Linked DNA regions of Rattus norvegicus: region 2 is linked to region 1. A link is a contact called in public Hi-C data. All regions are on one chromosome and are shown on one strand. Each heading gives the region's core, a stretch centred on a gene start, on an enhancer-like site or on the middle of the called end of the contact. The rest is flanking DNA. Distances are from core to core; before and after follow the strand shown.

What was found. Hi-C and Micro-C count contacts between places; a contact is called where the count stands out from the background.
Region 2: a Hi-C map of mammary epithelial cells shows a contact between it and region 1, with 4 times the contacts expected there. The contact joins the promoter of Nudt6 here to the enhancer-like site in region 1. A contact is called at or near these places in 3 of 12 Hi-C or Micro-C datasets (Schwann cells, mammary epithelial cells and prefrontal cortex).

The regions. Positions count from the first base shown.
Region 1 is chr2:122,023,202-122,027,973 of GRCr8, reverse strand. No RefSeq gene overlaps it. Among named protein-coding and RNA genes, the nearest start is that of Il21, 30 kb to the left of the region's middle. Within about 2 kb of position 1,288, at least 13 of the 93 cell types and tissues checked have an H3K27ac peak or open chromatin away from gene starts, as enhancers often do.
Region 2 is chr2:122,230,948-122,235,704 of GRCr8, reverse strand. Nudt6 (nudix hydrolase 6) reads left to right here and starts at 1,406. Exons shown (of 5, transcript NM_181363.3): 1 at 1,406-1,661. The coding sequence starts at 1,433. It overlaps Afg2a (AFG2 AAA ATPase homolog A), which reads right to left and starts at 822. Exons shown (of 16, transcript NM_001415082.1): 1 at 609-822. The coding sequence starts at 768.

The DNA.
Region 1 (4,772 bases), core at 39-2,538:
TCTTTGCCCACATGAAAGGACTCTGTTCTCTGAGGAGAAATCTCAAGCTTGCTGAAGAGCAGTTGTCTGGGGAGACGACCACACCTTGTGTGTTTGGGCCACCAGTCCCAGAGCTGCCTTTCTTCCTAACTCTGTTTGAGCAAGAACACATTCTGGGTCACCTCCAGAACCCCAAGATGTCACTTTATAAATCACAACAGGACCCTTAGGTTTCTAGAGCAAAGTGTAAGGTAGAGGGCTGTGGGGTTCTGCTGGGGTCCCCAGAAACCACAGTCTGCTTACAGAGCAAAGCCTGGGTATATCTGAGCACCCCAGGCTCCTTAGTCCTCATCTCAGAGCAGGAAAGTGTTGACTAAGAATGTGTTTGGAGAGGTGTGGGACCTGCCCACTGACACAACCTGCTCCAAACCATACACCTTTCAGTCAGCCTTCAAACATGGGTATATTTGTAGTATCTGGTTTATTTTCAGGCTAGTAGTTTTAGTAAAATTTTATTAAGAAGGAATACAACATCCAAAAGCTAGTTTGCACTCAATAGTTAACCTTTCTAGCACTGATACCTTCCTAGTTTTTGAAGAATATTAGTGCATTTGCACAAGACATTATTTTTCACTCCAGAAACCAGACACACTGAAGTATTTGCACCCTCCAGGAGAGGTCTCCCCTGACAGTGTGAGCTACTAATACAGGAACTTGCTCCTAGAGAGAACCCAGGACACACGCTATGCTCTCCAACCTTGTGTTTATGAGTCCAGAGTTACTGCGAAAAACTGCTTGGAATACTATGTCCAAACCAGACGGAAATAACGCAATTCCCTGTCTTTGTAGATTTCTCTTAGCAGAGGAGGAAACTTGAAAGAAGTGTCCCAATGTCCCTTGCCAGCTTCCATTCCCTCTTCAGAATTATTTCTGGTCTTCTTTTGTTCTTTCAAATGTCCCTTTGGATGTGACGCTCACTGAGGCGTTCTGTGTCTCACAGGAGACTGGTGTGCATCGCTAACAACGACAGGGCCTCCTTTGGGCGTGTCCAGGGCTGCTTCCTTCCTGCGGGCTCCTGAGGCCCGTTGCTAACATTGTGGACGGTGTCATCTATCTTAGGATATGCTGCTCAGAACTGATGAGGAATGCAAGGGTCAAGATGGAGCAGCAGCAGTTGCCGCCTCTCACAGGGCCACAAAGCAAAGAACAGGAAGCTCTGCAAGGGCAGGATTCCCCATGAGCTCCTTGAAAGCTGGCAGCTGCTCTTGGGAACCTGACCTCCCTTCATCCCTGTGTCTCCTTTACTTCCTCTTTCTACCGAAGCACTAACGGCACTTTACCACAGGGGGGCAGTGAAGGGGAAGAAACCAGTCATCAGGCTTGGCAGGAAGGAACTCAGGAAAATGTGCTTCACAAGCTTGTTTTTTTTTTTTTTTTTTTTTTTTTTTTTTTGTTGGGTATAAAGGTATACGCTAGCTTATTTTTCTTTATTAACTTGAGTATTTCTTATTTACATTTCAATTGTTATTACCTTTCCCGGTTTCTGGGCAAACATCCCCCTAATCCCTCCCCCTCCCCTTCTTTATGGGTGTTCCCCTCCCCATCCTCCCCCCATTGCCGCCCTCCCCCCACCAGTCTAGTTCACTGGGGGTTCAGTCTTAGCAGGACCCAGGGCTTCCCCTTCCACTGGTGCTCTTACTAGGATATTCATTGCTACCTATGAGGTCAGAGTCCAGGGTCAGTCCATGTATAGTCCTTGGGTAGTGGCTTAGTCCCTGGAAGCTCTGGTTGCTTGGCATTGTTGTACATATGGGGTCTCGAGCTCCTTCAAGCTCTTCCAGTTCTTTCTCTGATTCCTTCAACGGGGGTCCTATTATCAGTTCAGTGGTTTGCTGCTGGCATTCGCCTCTGTATTTGCTGTATTCTGGCTGTGTCTCTCAGGAGAGATCTACATCTGGCTCCTGTCGGCCTGCACTTCTTTGCTTTATCCATCTTGTCTAATTGGGTGGCTGTATATGTATGGGCCACATGTGGGGCAGGCTCTGAATGGGTGTTCCTTCTGTCTCTGTTTTAATCTTTGCCTCTCTATTCCCTGCCAAGGGTATTCTTGTTCCCCTTTTAAAGAAGGAGTGAAGCATTCACATTTTGATCATCCGTCTTGAGTTTCATGTGTTCTATGCATCTAGGGTAATTCAAGCATTTGGGCAAATAGCCATTTATCAATGAGTGCATACCATGTATGTCTTTCTGTGATTGGGTTAGCTCACTCAGGATGATATTTTCCAGTTCCAACCATTTGTCTGTGAATTTCATAAAGGCATTGTTTTTGATAGCTGAGTAATATTCCATTGTGTAGATGTACCACATTTTCTGTATCCATTCCTCTGTTGAAGGGCATCTGGGTTCTTTCCAGCTTCTGGCTATTATAAATAAGGCTGCTATGAACATAGTGGAGCATGTGTCTTTTTTATATGTTGGGGAAGCTTGTTAATTTTTGTCCTCTGTTCTTCCCTCCTTGTCTCCCTTCCTACCTCTCTCCTGACAGATAAATCTATATCCATACCAGGGCTTCCATGAAGTCTTCAGTTCCATAACAGGGTCCTGCGACATGTCTTCTGAAATGTCTTGTGCTTGATTAAGGCCCCTTTTGGATACAAGACACAAACCACTTACGATTATGCAGTGTTTCTTAGAATGAACTGTTTCAGGCAGTATTATAAGGAGATACAGAGTAAGGAGACCTCTGGACATTAAAGGAAGCCATTCTCTGTATAAATATACATCTATTGACTAAGTCCCCCAGTTAGTGGGAGTGAGACCCTCTAAGTTGGCACAGCTGGGTGTTTCCTGAAGGCTTTGTTTGGCTGTGGGATGTAGAGGTAACATTCTGATCCCTAATGATGCTAGCAAAGAGAGTATGTTATGACCGCTGCTCAGCTCCAGAAGCAAATTGTCATTATTATTTAGCCCTTCCCAAACTCTATGGCTTTTTATAGAAAACAGATAAAATCAGGTTTGCAAGGCTGTCTTTAGATAAGAACAAAAAACCAGTAGCAATAAGAACCTGGTTTTTGTTCTATAGAAAGAACCTGGATATAATGACCTGGATCTCACCAGGGAGGAATCCCCAGAAAAGCAACAGGAAATATTCAAAAAACACAGCAGGGCTGCTTTGGTGCCCTAGAAGAGCAGGATTTCCCTAGTATCTGATCCAACATCAAAGATTCACTAAAACTGAAAGGAAAGGAAGTGCTTAGAATAGTGGAGAGGAGTCAGGGAAGGCCAGAGCAGCACAGTTTACAGAGGGAGGGAGGGAGGGAGGGAGGGAGGGAGGGAGGGAGGGAGGGAGGGAGGGAGTGTGCTTCTGCAGGCACTGGGGCTAGTCCTATGTATGCTTATGGGCAGAACCATCCTGGAAGAGCACATCTCAGCCCCAGAGGAAGTCAGACATTCTCCCAACATCCTGTGGAAGAGGTGGATTTTGAGTGTAGTAGGTGTGATTGATGCTGCTGGGCAGTCTCTGAGTCTGGACTCTTTACCATGTCGCTGGCTCTTGGGGTAGGTTGAGCCTCTAGAACAAAGTAAAGCAGGATTTGGCTCTGCCACTGAGTGTTGAGTATAATTTATGTTCTTTCCCTCCCTGCTAATATGTCTCTTGCTCTGGGCTCTCTTGTGAGCCCTTCAGCCCAGCTCTACCATGAGTTCCTGAGGGAGCCTGACCTCAGTAGAGTAAAGCCATGAGGCAGATAGGTCGAGCTTTCTACCAAAACCTTGGGAATAAGGAGATCCACACAGAATTTAATGGCAGGCTCATCTCTAGGAACTGAAATGAACAAAGGCTGTTTTCATGAGCTCAGTCAAAATTATGCAAATAAGACCACGTGTCATAAAAGGGGAGACTATTCATTGAAATTGAAATGATCAGAATTTGTGGTTCAAAACGACCGCAGCGGATCAGAACAGGTTTCAGAGACAGCTGAGATATGCACGCACCGTGGAGGAAAGAAAGCCCAACAGCAGATGACATTCACTCAAAGGAGCCGAGGGGAGTCGGGTGGCTTCTGGGTATACAAATCAGCGATAAGCCATGGGTAGCTTACAAGAGCAAACTTTCATGGGAAGGAAGCGACAGTAGCTAACGACCATCAAGTCGGGAGCGTCTACCATACGCGTGGACCCACTGAAGCCTGTGCGTCCTGTCCCAGCTCATCTCCTCATGCTTACATTCCTGTGTGTTTTGCGACTTCGGTCTCTCTGCTGTTGGCAGGTCTCAGCACAGTGCTCCCTCCTGCAGTCCCTGCTTGTGTGGTGAGACATCTGTGCGTCTCCCTAACACCAGGAGCAGAGCCTTAGCGACACTGATTTGTTTATGATAACCAAGGCCCTGGAACAACTGGTCGCCCAAAGTGTGCGCAGACCCTACCCAGGTGACTCAGGGTTTGTTCTGGGTCCTGTAGGGTCTGGAATTAGTGAGATTTAAAAAATTCTGTATCTGTAGTTACATAACTGTGAGCTATGGAAAACTCTTCCTGTCATGTGGCTGTGGCATTTTCTCTGTAGGAAGACAAGCAGAGGCCTAAGAAGAAGAAATAAGCAAGAAGTCCACAAGCCAAGACAGCCAGGGGAGCACGCCCACGAGTTCTGTTCCCTACGAGTGAGTCAGAACGCCCCTAACTTATCACCATGTCCTGATGCTAGCCTTTGAGCTTGCACCCTTCCTAAGATCATCTTTTTAAGCACATGCTTTGGGTAGAGCTGACCTCAAGCCTAGGTTTGAGAGAGGGCCAGGACGT
Region 2 (4,757 bases), core at 157-2,656, 210 kb before region 1:
TGACTTTTTAGATGTGAAGTCTGTCATCTAAGACAATGGCTCTGGAATCAAATAAATCTGAACTCAAAGATGGACTCTGCCATCTGTGTAACTTAGACAGTTTGGAACTCCGTTAGCTTTTTCTATTCTACGAACTGGGTACCATTATTTACTCATTTGTCACTATTTGTGCGAAAACTAGATGGGCCATGCGCATGACGGGATAACTCACTACCAGCACCAGTCAACAGCAATAACTAAACACGTTCCTGAAGCCACAACGCTGTCTGTTAGGCAGTACGGATTCACCATCAAAAATTAGCTTTTAAGCGCAAGCTATGTCCTACTAGGTAAGGACCGTTTTTGTAGTGCTGACTAGACACTAAGTCTTCAAAGGAGTCAAGGCCATCTCGAATGTGGTCATGCGTGGCGTACGCAAGGCCCCGGGCTCAATCTTCAGTACTCCCAAAGTAAGTAAGAAATAATAAATAGTAAAAGGAAAATTCTGAACATCGGGCAGCTCAGGCCTGGCAGCTAAGCAGTCCGCGGGCTCCGGTGTCACGCCCACCTCCGCACGCAGCCCTCCCCTCAGGCGCCTCAGCCAAAAGCGCTACCCGCGCTTTCCTCACCTTTCTCAAGAAAGTTGGTCACCACCAACATCCCCGGCGCCGCCACGTTCGGCTGAGCGAGAGGAGTCGAGGTCCCCGAGCGAGACGAAGCCGCAGAGAGCGAGGGCGAGGTCCCCTCCGCGCCCTCTTTCTGTCGCTTTCTGTTCTTCTTGGAAGACATGACCGCAGGCTGTCGGAGAAAAGCAGCCCAAAGCCGGCTCAACGTGCGCGGCACGGGGATAAAACTTCCGGGTCAGAGGTCAGCGGCTCGGCGCACCGCCGTAATGCCCCACGTACAGCGCAGCCGGCGAGGCTGAGGTGATTAGCGAGGGTCTCGCAAAACACCGTTGCGTAAAGAAAGACCGCCTAGGCATAGGAACCGCCGTTTACGTTATGAGCCCTTGGAAAGTGAACTTCGGCTGTTCCGCTGCTTTGCCTACTCTCGAAGCAAATATGGGTCGGATTAAAGTAACAACAGCAACAAAAAAAAAAAAAAGTCGAAAAGTTTCTCCTCTCTGTCCCAGACCCGTGGAGGTCAGTCAGCTCCACTAAACTGTCAAATGGAAATTCCAGCTCAAACTTAGTGAATGGCGACACTCTTCGAGAGTTTACGGTCAGCCCTCCTCCCAGCGAAAAGGGGCGGAGCGAGCTCCGGAAGACCCCTGAGGTTGTTCGCGACGAGATAGGGCGGGGCGATCGCCGGAAAGAGGTGAGGTTGCACGGGGTCCCGAGAGTGGGGCGGGAAGGGGCGGGGCGGGGTGAGACAAGGCCACGTCAGACGATGTGGGCGGGGCGGGAATGTGCGAACTGGGAGGAGTCGAGCGTCTGAAAGGCAAGGTGCAACAATGTGGTGGGCGAGCAGAGCGCGATGGTTGTTCTCGGCTTTGCTCGACGTGGGCGGAGTCGGACTCCGGGCTAGGCGGCGCACTGCCTCGAGCGGCCTGGAGATCACGGGCTCCTGCGGGGGCGAGCTACAAGGCGAGCTGGACAGATTTGGGGGCATCTCGGTGCACTTGTCGCGGCACCGCACCCTGCACCGGCTGGATGCCGCCGCCTTCCGGAGGCTCTTGCAGGGCAAGTGCGGTCTCGGGCCCCGGAAACCAGGGCGGAGCGTGTGGGCTCTGAGGTGAAAGCTGAAATGACACACAGCGGTCCTCTAGCTGTGACCTGGAAGTGCCCTCAGCCATGTCCGGGTCCAAATCCTGGATATTCACCCTGGATATTTGCCCTTGAGATTGACGCGGGGTTCGCAGCGCCTAGCACGGTGTCAGCCACTCGTTTAACTCTTAGTAAACACTGACAATCTCACTGTGTCCTACCTTGCAGCCTTAGTTTTGCTGGTGCTTAGATTCTGCCATACGCTTTGCCAGGCAAAACTGTCTCCTAATCCGGACGGGTAGGAAGGCAAGTCAAGAACAGTGCTTGTTTCTACCCGCAGATCTTTGCAGTTTTCATTAGCAACATATCTCTGGCTTTGAACGGTGAGCCCAGTTATCTGAAAGGAAACTTGAGTGAAGGAGCCCTCACTTTGGGATAAGTGTCTGATTTGTTTAGAGCAGTCTGTTTTTCAAACTGAAGGCGTAGCATGGAAATTTAGTAATGGAAAAGAACCAGGAATCCACAAATGATCTTTATTCTGTGAATAAATATGGCAAGTTAGCTTCTCTAATGCTGTTTGTGCTTCAAACCAATCTACTTCACATCACCTCTCCTGCTTATAAGACTTCAACAACATCGCCAGTAGGAGACTCGAATCTATTCATCCTCTGACATGTACACGCATATGGATGAGCACAGGTATTTGTTGAACATAGGGTTTCCCAGTGGCCGATGATAATCTGAGCACCAATCCAGAAAGTATATTGGGTCTAGAAGCATGTCCAGGGTTCAAGTCCAAGACTGGCACGACTCTATTAGGCATTCATTAATCAAATGACAACTGGAAAGACTTCTTAGGTGAATAATGCTAGCCAGCTCTAGATACTGGATAACTGTGATCAAAGACACCCTGAATGAAACCTCTTTCATAAAACATTTCACTGTTGTTATCAAGTACTACACATTGTTTTAAGAATCTAACAAGTAGGAATGTATTTCATCCTACTAACTGGAAAGTACGTGTTCATCCCTGTTGAAAGGTGATGGTGCCCAGGGCCACAGACAATGGATACCTTCCTCTGGCTCTGCTCTGTGCTTTCTTCACACTGCTCTAGGAGCTTCCAATAGTTCTGTTGTGGTGGAATCAAACCAAACTAGTTGGCAGTCCCTGGAAAGAGGAGCTAATCTGAGAAGAAAGCCTAATTTAGATGTCTGTCTCTCCAAGGAGATTAAATGTTTGCAATGAGTTAGTAGTGGCTGTTAAAGCACATTTGCACATGAAGGTCACTATTTCTTTACTACTGTTTTGTTACACAACTCAGATATTAGGCTTAGAGTACACTTAGCCCTACATAGAATGCTTTCTTGGCCGAGGGGGTCTCAATATAGGTAAATGTTATAGATAGCTCAAGCTGGCTACAAACCCATGACCCTCCTGCCTTGCTTCCAGGATTACAGAGAGAATTACCATGCCTGGAGTCACATAATTTGCTGTGCTTAGTGAAATAGCCCTGCTTCTGGTGGGAGATTGACAAATTCAATAGGAATAGAAAGCTAGTTAGTAGATGCCATCTGGTGATGCGTGGTATGCTGTAGTAAGTCACACCGACATCATATGGTCTTAAGCTCACATCATAGTCGCACATGAGCAATGGTCAGGAGAGACTGTTGAAGAGGCTGGGCTTCTAGGAGCTCCTACTGTGGTGATGGGGAAGGGAATGGAAGGGAAGCCACATTGCTAAAGGAAAAAAAAAGAAAAGTTCCTAATAGAATCGGGGTCTAAGATTTCAAAAACTGGTGTGAGGAATGGGCAGGCCTCTAGACAAAGCTAGTCTGGTCATTGGATTCAGTTTAGACACAGAACTGACAGGCTGGCATAACAGCTGGAGAGGAAAAGTTAAAAGTGCGCCCAGAACTGGGTAACCTCATATTTCAGTTGAAGTAGTGGCAACAGATGAATCCTCCAACACCCAACAGTCAAATAATGTGATTTTAGAAACCAGTGTTTTAACAATTGGAGGACTGCCTGGGCAGGAGCACACAAGACCACTCTACTGCATTACAGGAATGCCCTGTGGTTTTAATGCAGGCGTTGGTTATGGGTGCATGCAGAGGTCAGAATTCTTGAAATGAACACTTAGGATTTGTGTATTTTGGTTTATGTACTTATGCCTCACATAAAACAGATTGATTTAGAAAAGGTGGGGTAAGAAGGGTCTGATCCCATAGCCATGGCGCATGTTGGTTCAAATCAACTTCCTTAAGGACCAGCATCTTTGCGAAGCAAGCTGACCTCCAAAAATGGAAAGCCCGTGGTCCTTAGCAGGGAAGAGCTACTCAAGCAAGGCTGAGGGGAGAAGAGAAGGGCAGATAGCTGGAAGTGGATAATGAGGCACTCAGGCACCATGGTAAAGGGGTAGTGTGAAGGATGAGGGAGTGATCTGAGAAGCTTTTCTAACTTCTCAGTCATGAGCTGCAGTTCCCCACCCACAAATCAAGCTTTTCACTCTTGGATATTAAGCATCTGAAACATCTCAGGCTCAAGTAACTGTACACCTTCCCATCCCACTTTTACTACAGAGGAAAAATAACGTTAAAAGTTCTAAGATAGAAAACCTATGTTTATATTCAGAATGGTTTTTATTATAAAAATGTAAATAAATGTCTAGAATTTGGCGGGTTAACTTGTAGGAGATGTAAGGGAACCTCTGCTGCTGGGGAATCCACGTTCTTTGAAGGAGTTTACTGATAGACTGTGTAACATATAATTATTATAAAAGGCATCATGTAAGCTGTAGACATATTTATGCAAAAACCACAAAAAGTATTCCTCTCTTCAGGCAGGTAATACATAGTTCTGACTTGTATTTCTATTCTTTAACCACCTTGCAGTTTGTAAACCAAGAATAACATCAGAACTCTTACAGAAGAGGTTTTTTTAAAAAAAAAAAACCTTCCATCATCATTTATGAAGATTAAAATTAAGGGCACTAAGAGAAGTAGAGTGGGCTGCGCACTTGGCTCCGTGGTAGAGCACCCTGTAGCCTATGCAGCTCAGGAAAGAAGAGGAAA